Linked DNA regions of Oryctolagus cuniculus: region 1 is linked to region 2. A link is a contact called in public Micro-C data. All regions are on one chromosome and are shown on one strand. Each heading gives the region's core, a stretch centred on a gene start, on an enhancer-like site or on the middle of the called end of the contact. The rest is flanking DNA. Distances are from core to core; before and after follow the strand shown.

Region 1 (6,434 bases), core at 2,686-5,185, 340 kb before region 2:
TTGCTTCCTCGATCACTTCAAAGTTGCCCCTGTCTTGGCTTCTTATAGAAACCCTTCTCTCCGCCACCTACGCTCTTCCCTCTAAGCCCCTAGCGCTGGTCACTTCCTGTGAATCAGGTTTCCGTGTAAGATCCACTTCCACAAGGACACTTTCCTGGCCACCCAGCTTCCTGGTGCATCCCACCATCTGATTTCATTTGTCTCCAAGTTGTTGTTATAATCAAGCTATTTCTTGTTTATTGTCTGCCCTACACTCCCAGTAGAGTTTCACTGTGGCACCTCGTCATGTCTGCAAAGCTAATCTCTTCTGCATGGGTGTTCAGTTCAGGGCAGGGTTTCTCAGCCTCAGACTAGGGAAGTTTCAGACTGTATAGTTCTTGTGTAGGGGCACTGACCGCGCTTTATCAAATGTTTAACAATATCTCCGGAATCTACTCATTAGAAGCTTTTCTAGTCGCGACAACCACACCTCCAGACATTGCCAAATGTCCCGTATGAGGCAAAACTGTGGACTGCTGGGAAGCACTGGGTTAGGCCTTCAGATGCCATGCTACTACCATGCTACTACGTTGGTCCTCAGGAGGCAATACTGTCATAGATTAACAGCAACTATCCTTTAACTCACACCTCCTGGTACGGAGCACCATTCTTGGGGTTTACAAAAACCCTTTAATAGGTGCTATCATGATCTTCATTTCACAGATAGGGAAACTGAGGCACAGCATGATTGATAAACCAGCCTATATTCATGCCATTCGTAAGTGATGAAAGCCAGGATTCAGATAAGACAACAGGCTCCAGATCTCTATGTTAACAGGAGTCTCATTGCCCTCCTCCTGGGGGCAGAGACGGACAGAAAATTGGTTCTGTACCCCTACTGCAGCACGCACAGCCACTCAGCATGCCCATCGCAGGTGTCACCTTTCCTTCCCAAGCCTGTCACTCCCCTAAAGACGACTATGACAACGACTACTACTGCTAAATTCCCTGCAGAATTTCTTTCAGAAGGCCATTCAATAGCACAGGTGAACATACTTAGCTGGCTTCTGGCATTTAGTGAGTTCTGACTCCATTTCTCCTCTCTTTCTTTTCCTCTTGGCTCCAAGCTCCAAGCACTGAAAGCAGATCTGAAACCTTGTCCAGACCAGACCAATGGGAAATGTAACCTTTTAGCCATCGTTGTTGACCAGAAGCAAAGGAAGCAGCCCTCTTAGAAGAAACTGCCTGGGGTCGGCGCTGTGGCGTAGCGGGTAAAGCTGCCACTTGTAGTGCTGGCATCATATATGGGTGCTGGTTCAAGTCTCGGCTGCTCCTTTTCTGATCCAGTTCTCTGCTATGGCCTGAAAAGCAGTAGAAGATGGCCCAAGTCCTTGGGCCCCTTCACCCACATGGAAGACCTGGAAGAAGCTCCTGGCTCCTGGCTTAGGATTGGCACAGCTCTGGCCATTGTGGCCAATTGGGGAGTGAACCATCAGATGGAAGACCTCTCCTTTATGTAACTCTGACTTTCAAATAAATAAATAAATCTTTTTAAAAAGAAGAAGAAACTGCCTGCCAGACTGGCACTTGCTCCTCCTTTGCTAATGACCAACAGCACCAGCCATCAGCATTTTCCCATTAAGCCAAGAGGGCCTTTTAAATCTTACTGATTAGGTGCCAAAGGGCCGGCTTGACAAGTAGCCTCCTGCTCCATTTCTTGATGCGAGTCAGTGAATTAATTGCCTGACCTATTGTTTTCTAACACTGACAATTAAATGAGTTTGGAGAAGAGCATGAGTCTTTTGACCAGCAGGGGGCAGCCTTTGCAAACATAACTGAGTGGGTGCTCAGGGTAACTGGCAGTGCCCCACCAAAAATTGGGTACCTTCAGAAAGTTTGCTTAGAAAATGGATTCTAAATCTGTGGGCCACAAATCTCCGTGGATAGAATTCTGTGGACTTGGATGGAGAAAATAATGTGCTCGTTTTCACTACCTCCCACTGAAATGTTGTGTTTTCTTCAACTATGAATACAGACAACAAAAAGCAGGTATTTGCAGATCCCAGTACACTGGCTGTAGGAATCTAGACATATCATTCACATCCTTCACTAATTGGAAATTACAGTAACTGGGGGGCCGTCGCCGTGGCTGACATAGTTAATCCTCCACCTGCGGCACTGACATCCCATATGGGCGCCGGGTTCTAGTCCCGGTTGCTCCTCTTCCAGTCCAGCTCTCTGCTGTGGCCCCGGAGGGTAGTGGAAGATGGCCCAAGTGCTTGGGTCCTTGCACCCGCATGGGAGACCAGGAGGAAGCACCTGGTTCCTGGCTTCGGATCGGCGTAGCTCCGGCTATAGCGGCCATTTGGGGGGTGAACCAACGGAAGGAAGACCTTTCTCTCTGTCTCTCTCACTATCTATCTGTCAAATAAAAAAAAAAAAGAAAGAAAGAATTTACAGTAGCTGAGACAGGCATCTGGTGTACTGCTTAAGATGTGTCCCACATCCAAGGATGTGGGTTCAGCTCTTGGATCTGGCTCCTAACTTCAGCTTTTGGCTAATGAAAACCCTAGGAGGATAGTGATGGCCCAAGTGATTGGGTTTGTGCTACCCACATGGGAGTCCTGGATTGAGTTTCTGGCTCCAGGCTTAGGCCTGACCCATCCTGGTCATTGTAGGCATTTGGGGAATGAACCAGTAGATGGGAGCTCTCTCTCTGTCCCTCTGTGCTCAAATAACTTTTTTAAAAATTACATTATAATGGGGCTGGGCCATGGTGCAATAGGTTAATCCTCTGCCTGCAGCACCAGCATCCCATATGGGCACTGGTTCTAGTCCCGGCTGCCCCTCTTCCAATCCAGCTCTGTGCTATGGCCTGGGAAAGCAGTAGAAGATGGCCCGAGTGCTTGGGCCCCTGCACCCGCATGGGAGTCCTGGCTTCGGATCGGTGCAGCTCCGGCCATTGCAGCCATTTGGGGAGTGAACCAACAGAAGGAAGACCTCTCTCTCTGTTTCTCCTTCTTACTATCTATAACTCTACCTCTCAAATAAATAAATCTTTAAAAAAAATTACACTATAAGACCGGTGACAGGATCTTGTTATTTAAAATGTTCATAAGGAAGTATATAGAAAGACATACCAAATTTTTTTGTTGTTGATATCATTGGTTTTCTTTGTAATTTCCATATTTTATTTGACAAGTTATTCTGGGAAGGAGCCTATGTCCCTCACCAGATTGTCAAAAGGGTTCACAACACCAAAAAAGCATTTAGAACATCTGGCAGAAGGGCTGCCAGGATGGTCTCTGGACAGAAGCAGCGAGCAGTAAAGGGAGTCTTTGTGCTCAGTGATTTTAGTCACGGCTTAGCTCTTGGCCCTTCCTCCTTTTCTGGTGATGTGAATGTGAACATGTGCCACTCTTATATAAAAACCATTAGCCACAATGCTTGAGTATACACAGTCTACATCAGGACGAAATTTGGTGCATTCACAACTGTGTTGCCTGACTACATTTCAGAGCCTCCAGCACGCCTGGCGTCGGGCCTTGGGAAAGAGGAGGCCTTGCTTTTCCAGCTGCTTTCGCCTTTCTGTTATGCTTGATTCATTTCCAGGGCTCAGGAATTTTCTGAAATCAGAGGAGTTTGGCTCCACGCTCAGCAACGAGGTTTGCTCACTTTTCAGCAAGAAGGCCTCAGCAGTGCCGGAGTGCTGCCTCCACGTCCAATCTCCTGCCATCCCTGCAAGAACAGTTGTGAAATACAGAAGGAGGGGAAGAAGTGGGCACTAAGCATAGCTCCTTTCCCTTAGCTTTGCCCCAGGGGAGTGAGGCCACCCTGGGGTGACAAGGACAGACTGGGGTGTCTAGTTTTGCTCACTCACCCTGCCGGCTTATCCCAGGCCTTGGCATCTGAGCACAGAGGAGCCCAGCAAGCTCAGATTGTCACCATAGCACTTCTTTCTCTTCCCTATTTGGAACCTCCTCCCTTCTCTGCTGTGTCATTGTGCTACCCTCCCCCGTGACTCCTCAGGCCTACCCTTCCATTCCTCACTCAAATCTTTTTCTTCCATTCTCTAGAAGAACAACACTGACCCTTGCAGCAGCAATAATTTAAAAAAAAATAGCCTCTGTATTTAAGACATGTAATGTGCATGTCCTGTGTGAGGCACTCTCACTGTACCTTCTTATTTAACACCCTTAACCAGCTATTGTGGGTTGATAATGTCCACACACCTACTTGGATCCTCAAACTTTGACTTGATTTGGGCCTTTGCAGAAGTAGTTACTTAAGGATTAAGAAGAGATCATCCCGGAATAGGGTGGCCCTCAAGGCAATGACTGATGTCCTTTTAAGAAGATGAGAGGGCCAGGAAGTGCAGAGATAGCCAGAGACTGGTGTGATGCTGCCCTAAGCCAAAGAATGCCTGGTGCCACCAGAGCCAGGGGCGGGCTAGGAAGGCTGCTTCCTGGGAGCCTTCTGAAGGAACATGGCACCAAGGGTACCTCAATTTTGGACTTCCATCCCCCAGGACTAGGAGAAAACCTGTTCCTGTTGCTTTAATGCACCGAGTCTGTGGTACTTTGTCACAACATCTTAGAACATTACCAGCATGGCCAATGAGATGGGTGTTTTGTCATCCCCACTTGTCAGATGAAGAAATCCAGGCAAAAAAGCCAAGTAGCTACAAAGATTTGCACTGCGGGGAGAGGACCTGAGACTGAACCCTGACCTAAATGACCCCAGTGCTTTCCAATCTTCATAGTGTTGGTTTTAATTAATTGTTATCCTTTGCTTGTTGATTGATCCATATTCAACTTGCAGGGGGCCATTAGACACCAACTGTGGTAGCTGGGCTGCAAAGAGGAGTGGAGAGTCTCAGAGGCCTCCTGGCTGGTCTGGAGGAGGCTGGCCCAGGAGCGACTCCGCCTCCTCTCTGCTCAGCTCCTCCTGGGCCCGGATGTAGGAAGTCTGCACTGCAGGATCAGTGCCTGGAAAGCTTGGGTCTTCTCCTTTAGCTTTTGTTCCTACCCAAACTAGTGTAGGGGATTCTACAGGTGTTCAAATGAGGGATTAAAGTCTTTCTCTGAGGCAGACCTCTTATCATTACAGTAAGGGCTCTACTTCCCAGTGGATTACATTAGGAACATTTTTATAAGGCCAAAGTGGCAATCTAAAAGTGCTGGCTGAAGTCATCCACTGGAGGAGAACATAGAGGATTTACTTTTGGCCAGATGAACATTTTTTAAATGGGACATTTCTAAGGAAATGGGAGTCTATTCTTACAAAATAAACCAATCCATTTGTGTAGCTCTTACAGATACTGCCCTATTCCATATGCCCTCCCTTCAGTGTGATGTGTTAGTCCCATGGACATTAAACATCTGTGGACCTCAGAGAGCAGCAGCATGGTGCACGGCTGACCTGTGACTTGCCACAGTGAAACTGTCAGGAATTTAAGGATGCCACGGCACTTGGCTGAGTGGCAGGCAGTTTATCAATGTCCCTCTCCTTGTCTTGTCAAGAGTTACAAGAGTTATTATTTAAAAAATAAGATTTCCAAGACAAGATCAATTTTAGTCTTGGCAGTCCTGATACTGTCACTTTAGGTAAAAGTCATCACAAGTTCAAATCCCAGCTCAGTTCATAGCAGGTGGGTATCCTCAGGCAAGTTTTTGAGGTCCCCTGAACTCTGAAATTGTCTCCTGTGACGATGATAACCCATCTCAAGGGATTATGGTAGACTGAAAATTTTAAAGTTAAGCAGGAAATAAAAATAGAAAAAAGCATACAGCAAAAATATGCAAGTAAGTCCCTCCCCAAGTTAATACCCAGGGTTATAGTCAGAAGTAGATATGGCCAGAGAGCTACTTGCCAAAAGCAGGAAATAGATTTTCCAAAGTGAATTAAAAAAAAATCTGTTGATCCTCTTCCTTTTATTTCCCATCTAATTCCTTGCAGGAGAATAAATGGAGAGAAATAAAAGCTTATGTTGAGTCGGCAATTTTTGTGTTCTTGCACAAGTCTGTTTTATTGTCAATCTTATGAGGTCAATGGGCCTATAAATATGTAGGGGGAGCCTTTATTTCTAGTCCTGTTTGAGCCGGGGCACTTTTGTGTTAGAGTCTAGTGTTGTGCAGAGCAACCTCCAATGCTGGCTGGGCCAAGCTTCACTTGACACACAGAGGGAAAGGCCAGAGCACTTCACAGCCTCTTCAGCTTTTATTTTCCTCATCTGTAAAGCAGGGACGACAATCCTTTCCTTATAGAGTGTCCGAGAATCTAAGGGTGTAGCATGGTGCCTGGTGCATAAGTCCCAAATTAATGTTTGAGAGACAGCAAAACTTCTCCTGGGTTCATATCCTGGCTTGATGCTTACTATTTTGCAGCCATAATGGCCTTGCTCCTCCTAGGTTTGTTGCAAAGATTAAATTACTTAATATATGTAATGCAATTAA
Region 2 (6,353 bases), core at 1,250-3,749:
GACTCATAGAATGGCAGATGTCCTAAATAGCACTCTGGCCTCAGAATCAGCCCTAAAGGCATTCGGATCTGGCTGAAAAGCCCATAAAAGTATTTCAGGCATGGAAAGCCAAGACACTCTGGCAAAAGATCTCTGTGAGTGAGATCTCAGTGGAAAGAACAGGTCTTCAAAGAAGGAGGTACCTTTCTCTGAAGGGAGGAGAGAACCTCCACTTTGACTATGACCTTGTCTAAACAAGATAAGAATCGGAGAACTCAGAGGGCTTCCATAGCCTTGGAAACTCATGACTGGAGCATAGGGAGATTACTGATGCCATAGACAGGAGTGTCAATTGGTAAAGTCAACAACAGGAGTCACTGTGCACTTACTCCTCATGTAGGATCTCTGTCCTTAATGTGCTGTGCATTGAGATTTAATGCTATAACGAGTACTCAAACAATATATTTCACTTTGTGTTTCTATGGGGGTGCAAACTGTTGAAATCTTTACTTAATGCATACTAAACTGATCCTCTGTAAAAAAAAAAAAAAAAAAAGAAAAGAAATTATCAACTCCCAACTTGACTCTCACTGGGATTAAACATGACAATAGGTCTGATCTGATTTCATCATCATTTAAAAAAAATCATCTATTATTTTTCACTTTATGTTTCTGTGTGGGAGCAAACTGTTGAAATCCTTACTTAATATATACTAAGCTGATCTTCTGTATATTAAGATAATCGAAAATGAATCTTGATGTGAATGGAAGGGGAGAGGGAGTGGGAAAGGGGAGGGTTGTGGGTGGGAGGGACGGTATGGGGGGGAAGCCATTGTAATCCATAAATCGTACTTTGGAAATTTATATTCATTAAATAAAAGTTAAAAAAAAGAATCTGTCCAATAATGTAACTTTTGAAACAAAATTTCAATATACGATGAAAAATCCATCATCTCTCTTTCTCATATTCTGTTTTTCTTGGATTTTTAATATCCTCATTCAATAATAGGAATGTAAATCAAATGTTTTTTTAAAATCATCTATACTGGCTGGTGCAGGGGCTCAATTGGCTAATCCTCCGCCTGTGGCGCTGGCACCCCGGGTTCTAGTCCCGGTTGGGGCACCGGATTCTGTCCTGGTTGCTCCTCTTCCAGTCCAGCTCTCTGCTGTGACCCGAGAAGGCAGTGGAGGATGGCCCAAGTGCTTGGGCCCTGCACCTGCATGGGAGACCAGGAAGAAGGACCTGGCTCCTGGCTTCGGATCGGCGCAGCGTGCCGGCCATAGCAGCCATTTGGGGGGTGAACCAACGGAAAAGGAAGACCTTTCTCTCTGTCTCTCTCTCTCACTGCCTAACTCTGCCTGTCAAAAAAAAAATCACCTATATCTAATTCAACAAAATACTTTTAGCTATGTGATGTGCAAGAAGCTTTCACTCATGTTTCCATTTTAAACTCTTTCCCAGAAACAAAAAATTTCCATATTTTCCTGAGTAAATTTATTTAAACAGCCAAAGGGTTAGGATTATTTGAAACGCATTCTCTATAAAACCTTTAAGAGTCTGATTTCTTTTGCTGTGTGTCTTAGCTAACGATTGAGCCAAGTAATTGTATTCTTCGGAGTTATGTTGCACTTACTTTTTAATGGGCTGGGCCTCCATTCCCAGTGGTAGTCTAGTTGGGGGAATAGTGGCTGCCACCACGTTCCACTGCTCCACCTGTTTTTTTTCCCATCCACTCAGTGCTTTTACACCTTCACTCCCAGTACACACGGCAGTTCCTCTCAAAGCTACTACCCGCCCACTGGCAAACAGCCCTCAAGTACACCCTGGATGAGCTTTCGAAAACCCTTTTTTTCCTCCGGTTATGCTCAGTTCTTGGAAGTATTTTTTGTTCCAAACCCCAGTACTTTCTGAAGACAGCTCCGAATAGGCTTACTTTGTTTACATTTCTTGATGAGTTAGATTTGGAGCTCTGGGAGGATTAAGAAGTGGCAGAAGGAAGGAGTGAAGAGTGAATTCAATGTTATCTCCAGTACTTCCCAGGAAAGTAATATTTCATTATTCATTTTAGAAATCTAATTATGGAGATGGAGGAACTCCTCCCTCCCTCAAACTTAAATGAATTATTTTGTCCAAGGATCTCAAAAGTGCATCTGATTGTTACAAGTCACCTCTTCTACCTAAATTTAACAAACAGGATGATGTTTGTCCTTCCTGTGTAGTTTGGCTTCCAGAACCTAGTATTCCCACCTGTACCACAGGTGGTGCAGACCTACAGGTTCAAATTCTTCCTCCATCAATTACTAAGCCAAAAATGTAGGTAAAGTTTTTAGTTTCTCTGTGCCTCAAAGGACAAAAACAAAACAAAACAAAAACAAACAAACAAAAAAACTAACTGATGGGGTTGCTTGAAGAATTAAATGAGCTAATACTTACTAAGCACTTGCAAATATTTGTTAGCTAAATTACAAGATCCACACATCAAACCAGTGTGACTATGAAGTAGCAATCGCAGCTTGTCACACGGGAAAATGAGTTCCTTTCCTGCAGGCTCCTCTTGCTCTCAACGGTTGTACTTCATCAGCAGGGGCACGCTCTGTGAGAAGATCTGAACTCTACCCCCAACGGTGTATTTTATTTCAAATTGTGAATTTCTGAACATTGCACAATACACGATTCTGCTGTATACCCGGAAGCCCGTTAGAGCCTGCAGCTGGAGAGGCATAACCAGCTCAAGTCCGTTGTTTGTAGTGGACTTCGACGTCCACAGAAGCTGCTGAGCAACAGTTACTGGTGTTGAGAAAAAAGGAGGTAAGAAGTCACCCTCCAAAAATAAACAAACAAACGGCACTGGCACTGGAGCGCAGCCTGCATTTCACTCTGCCGCCTCTGGAAGAGGCGCGGTACCTAAAGTGCTTCCATCATGAATAACGATTGAGAAACTGCCTCACTCGGCCGAGGACCGCGCTCCCGGGCAGAACCCCCGGGGCTGATGCCATCGCTTCCAGCTGTCACTCGGCTGTCGCACGCGTGCAGAGCCCAGCGCGAGGACCAGCGGCCAGGACACCCCGGCTCGGCCGGCGTTCCAAGGTCAGACCCGAGAGTCCCAGCACTTCCTCCGAGCCTGATGGCTGAGCACATCTCCGAAGAAGCTGCCTTTGTTTACATTTTCTTCGAGCTTGGCTCCTCACCAGAAAGCATTACTACCTTCTAGAAGGAGTAGCATCTTGCATTTGTAGACAGCGCCGCGGGGAGCAAAGTTCATTTTCCCGGGTAGGGGAGGATGATTTCTCTTGCAACACGTGCGGGCTGCGACCAAATCTTTGAATACCAGGGGGCGTCTCCCGAAGGTGGAGGTTTGGGGAAAGGCGAGGAGGGCTGCTGCGGGGCAAGCAAAGTGCGGAAGCTGTGTGGGGATTCTTCTAGAAAGTGGGGTGGGAAAGCAGCTAGGGAGGGCGTGTGGAGGGAAGGGATCTGTGTCGGAACGTGCGTGCGAGCGGATACAAAACCCCAGAGAGGCGTGAGCAGCGCCGCGTGTGCGAGCCGAGCGAGGGGCGCCGGCCGGGGTGTGTGCGCCTGGTGAGTGACACCGAGGGGCGGGCTGGCCGGCGGGCCGGCGGGCGGGGGCAGCCGGCGAGGGGCGGGAGCGGCCCTACCGGAGCCGGCCGAGCCGGAGTTGTGTCAGTGAAGGAATCCAGTCCGGGGCCGAGCCGGCTGCGCCCTCCGCCGCGAGCGCCGGCAGCGCGGGGCGAGCTCGGGACGGCGCGCGGCCCAGGCAGCGGCTCCGCTTGGCCCGCCCTCCGCGCCGCAGGGGCCGCCACCGCCGCGTCGCCTCCCCCGCCCCCCATCCCACGGGCGACCGCGCCCCCGGTCCTCGGCCCCGACCCGCGACGGAGCGGCCGGCGCCCGCCACTGAGGTAAGCCCGGGACCCCAGGCCGCCGCCGCCCGAGACCCCCCCCCCCCCTCACCCGGCAGCCCGGGCCGACACGCGGGACGCGAACGGGCGGGCGGGCGGACGCGGCGGGGCCTGCGCGGCGGCGGGGCTGGAGGCTCGGCTCGGCCCGGGCCGAGCGTTCCGCAGCCGGGGCCGCCCAGCCCCCGCCGCCTCCCGGGGCGCTGGGTGTGGCCCGCGCTCGGCGACGCCGCGGGCTGGCGGCGCGGACCGGACGCGGAGGTCGCCGCGCTGCTTTCCGTGGCTGGCGCGGGCGAGCGGGAGGAGGCACTGACCCCGGCGCACCCTCGCGCGCCCGGGGCGAGCGTGCCGCGCTCCGACGTGGACCCGCCCGCCCCGGATCTGAATCGCCCACGGCCGCGGTCCCTCGCCTGCCCCTTCTCCCGCGCGGGCGCCCCCTTCCAGTCCCGAGCGGGAGTGAGACCCACCCCCGCCCGGCGCCTTCTCGCTCCCAGCCGCCGAGCTTGCCCGCATCTGCGGGACCATCCCGGCCAAGAGCGGGCGCCGCGGGTCTCCTCGCTGTCCGCCCCCCGCGCGTAGTCTGGTCCCCACGCGTTCGCATCCCCGCCGCCGGGGCAGGCGGGGGTGACAAGGGTAGCCGCCGAGCGCCCTGGCTGGGCGATGGAGCGGGAGCAGGCGGGCGGCCGCAGGCGGCGGGCCGGAGCCGCAGACCAGGGGTGTTTTCCTGCGCGCGGACGGGGTCCTTCGCGCTCCCCTATGCTCTTGGCTGCGTGTCGGGGCAGGCTGACTGCAGGCGTCCGGGCGAGGGGCCGAGAGACTTCGCTGGATGAGATGCGACCCGAGCTTTGCATCTTGGCGAGTGGAGCTCTCTGGTGCTCCAGGGATTGGTGTTTGTGTGTGTGTGTGTGTGTGTGTGTGTGAGAGAGAGAGAGAGAGAGAGAGAGAGAGAGAGAGAGAGAGAACTTAAGGAGCTTTTTCAGTACCCTGCGTGCCCTGGCTTTAGCGGATGCCAAGGCTTTGGAGACCTGACACTTTGATTACGGATTCTTTCTGTACAGCGTTTTCCTTTGAGTGGAGTTCGGGGAATGTAGCTTGAGAACTAGCGAAACCCCTTGAAGTTCAACCACCACCTTTTTCTTTACATGCCACGTTCACTTGCTTATTGAAGCGTTTTCAAAACATCATATTATTTACCACACCCCCAGTGGGTCACAACAGAAAAATGACTGAAATTTTAGAACCTGTGCAGAGAAAGAGGTTTGATGCCAGGGTGAGAAAGAGTAAGATGGTGTGACCTTTATAGCGTCGCTTTAGTTTGTCTGCCAGGAGGGATTCATTGCCACCGTGATTGATTTTGTTTTCCAGAGACTAAGCAGATGTGCAACATGGCAGGGAAAGGAAAGGACAGGAAGTCGGGAATCGCTTGGGGGGGGGGCTATTCAAGTAACAAGACCCATTATTTTGGAAGATGTTCTGAAAATAAAGCATAAAGTTGCCTTGTGGATAGAGTATTTTATGTCGCTCATGAAATTGTGCTACCTAACCAGAAAGCATTGCGTTGTGTAGATTTTATCAAATAACTAGTATTTAAAAACAGGGGTGTATGAGAAAAATTTGTTGGATCTAACTGGGGATAAAAAGAACTTCAGGAAATTTTTTTTAGGTTTTTTTTTTAACTTTTATTTAATGAATATAAATTTCCAAAGTACGACTTATGGATTACAATGGCTTCCCCCCCATACCGTCCCTCCCACCGGCAACCCTCCCCTTTTCCACTCCCTCTCCCCTTCCATTCACATCAAGATTCATTTTCGATTATCTTAATATACAGAAGATCAGCTTAGTATACATTAAGTAAGGATTTCAACAGTTTGCTCCCACACAGAAACATAAAGTGAAAAATAATAGATGATTTTTTTTGTATTTGGTTAATCTTTTTTTTTTAAACTTTTATTTAATGAATATAAGGAAATTTTTTTTTCTATTTGAACAAGGCAAATAGTACTGCAAAGAGAGTTTTGGAATCAACTCAGGCTGGGTTACAAACCTTTATTATGGAGGAGCAGAACGGAAATGCCCAGATTCTATCTGTGGCTTTAAACACACACACATACACACACACACACACAGGCACACGCTACTGACCCCCACAAAGAAAATTTGCATGAAAATACAATCACTTGAATGCAGAGAAAGTTTAAAAGGTTAGTAAAAACCAAACATCTGGAAAAGAAGTGTATTAATTGGCAATTTTCTTTCTTCCTTAATCCCTGGAAATATTAAATGACTTCCTAAGAATCAACTTAGTGGAATGCGCTCATGTAGCCGGCACAGCCATCGGGACTCTTTTGTATTCATCCTGTTTTATGGAGCCCCCTAATGAAAGTGTGCAGTTAGCGGTTGCCCGGCTCGCTCGCACTGGTTTTCAGGTGGCCATTGTGGAGGGAGACCACTGTGGGCTC

What was found. Hi-C and Micro-C count contacts between places; a contact is called where the count stands out from the background.
Region 1: a Micro-C map of ear pinna shows a contact between it and region 2, with 5 times the contacts expected there. The contact joins the enhancer-like site here to the promoter of SPATS2L in region 2. A contact is called at or near these places in 2 of 6 Hi-C or Micro-C datasets (ear pinna and an unstated tissue).

The regions. Positions count from the first base shown.
Region 1 is chr3:40,155,597-40,162,030 of mOryCun1.1, reverse strand. No RefSeq gene overlaps it. Among named protein-coding and RNA genes, the nearest start is that of MAIP1, 21 kb to the left of the region's middle. Within about 2 kb of position 3,935, at least 2 of the 8 cell types and tissues checked have an H3K27ac peak or open chromatin away from gene starts, as enhancers often do. A contact at or near this core is called in ear pinna, where this site is marked.
Region 2 is chr3:39,818,005-39,824,357 of mOryCun1.1, reverse strand. SPATS2L (spermatogenesis associated serine rich 2 like) reads left to right here and starts at 2,499. Exons shown (of 12, transcript XM_070070428.1): 1 at 2,499-3,067.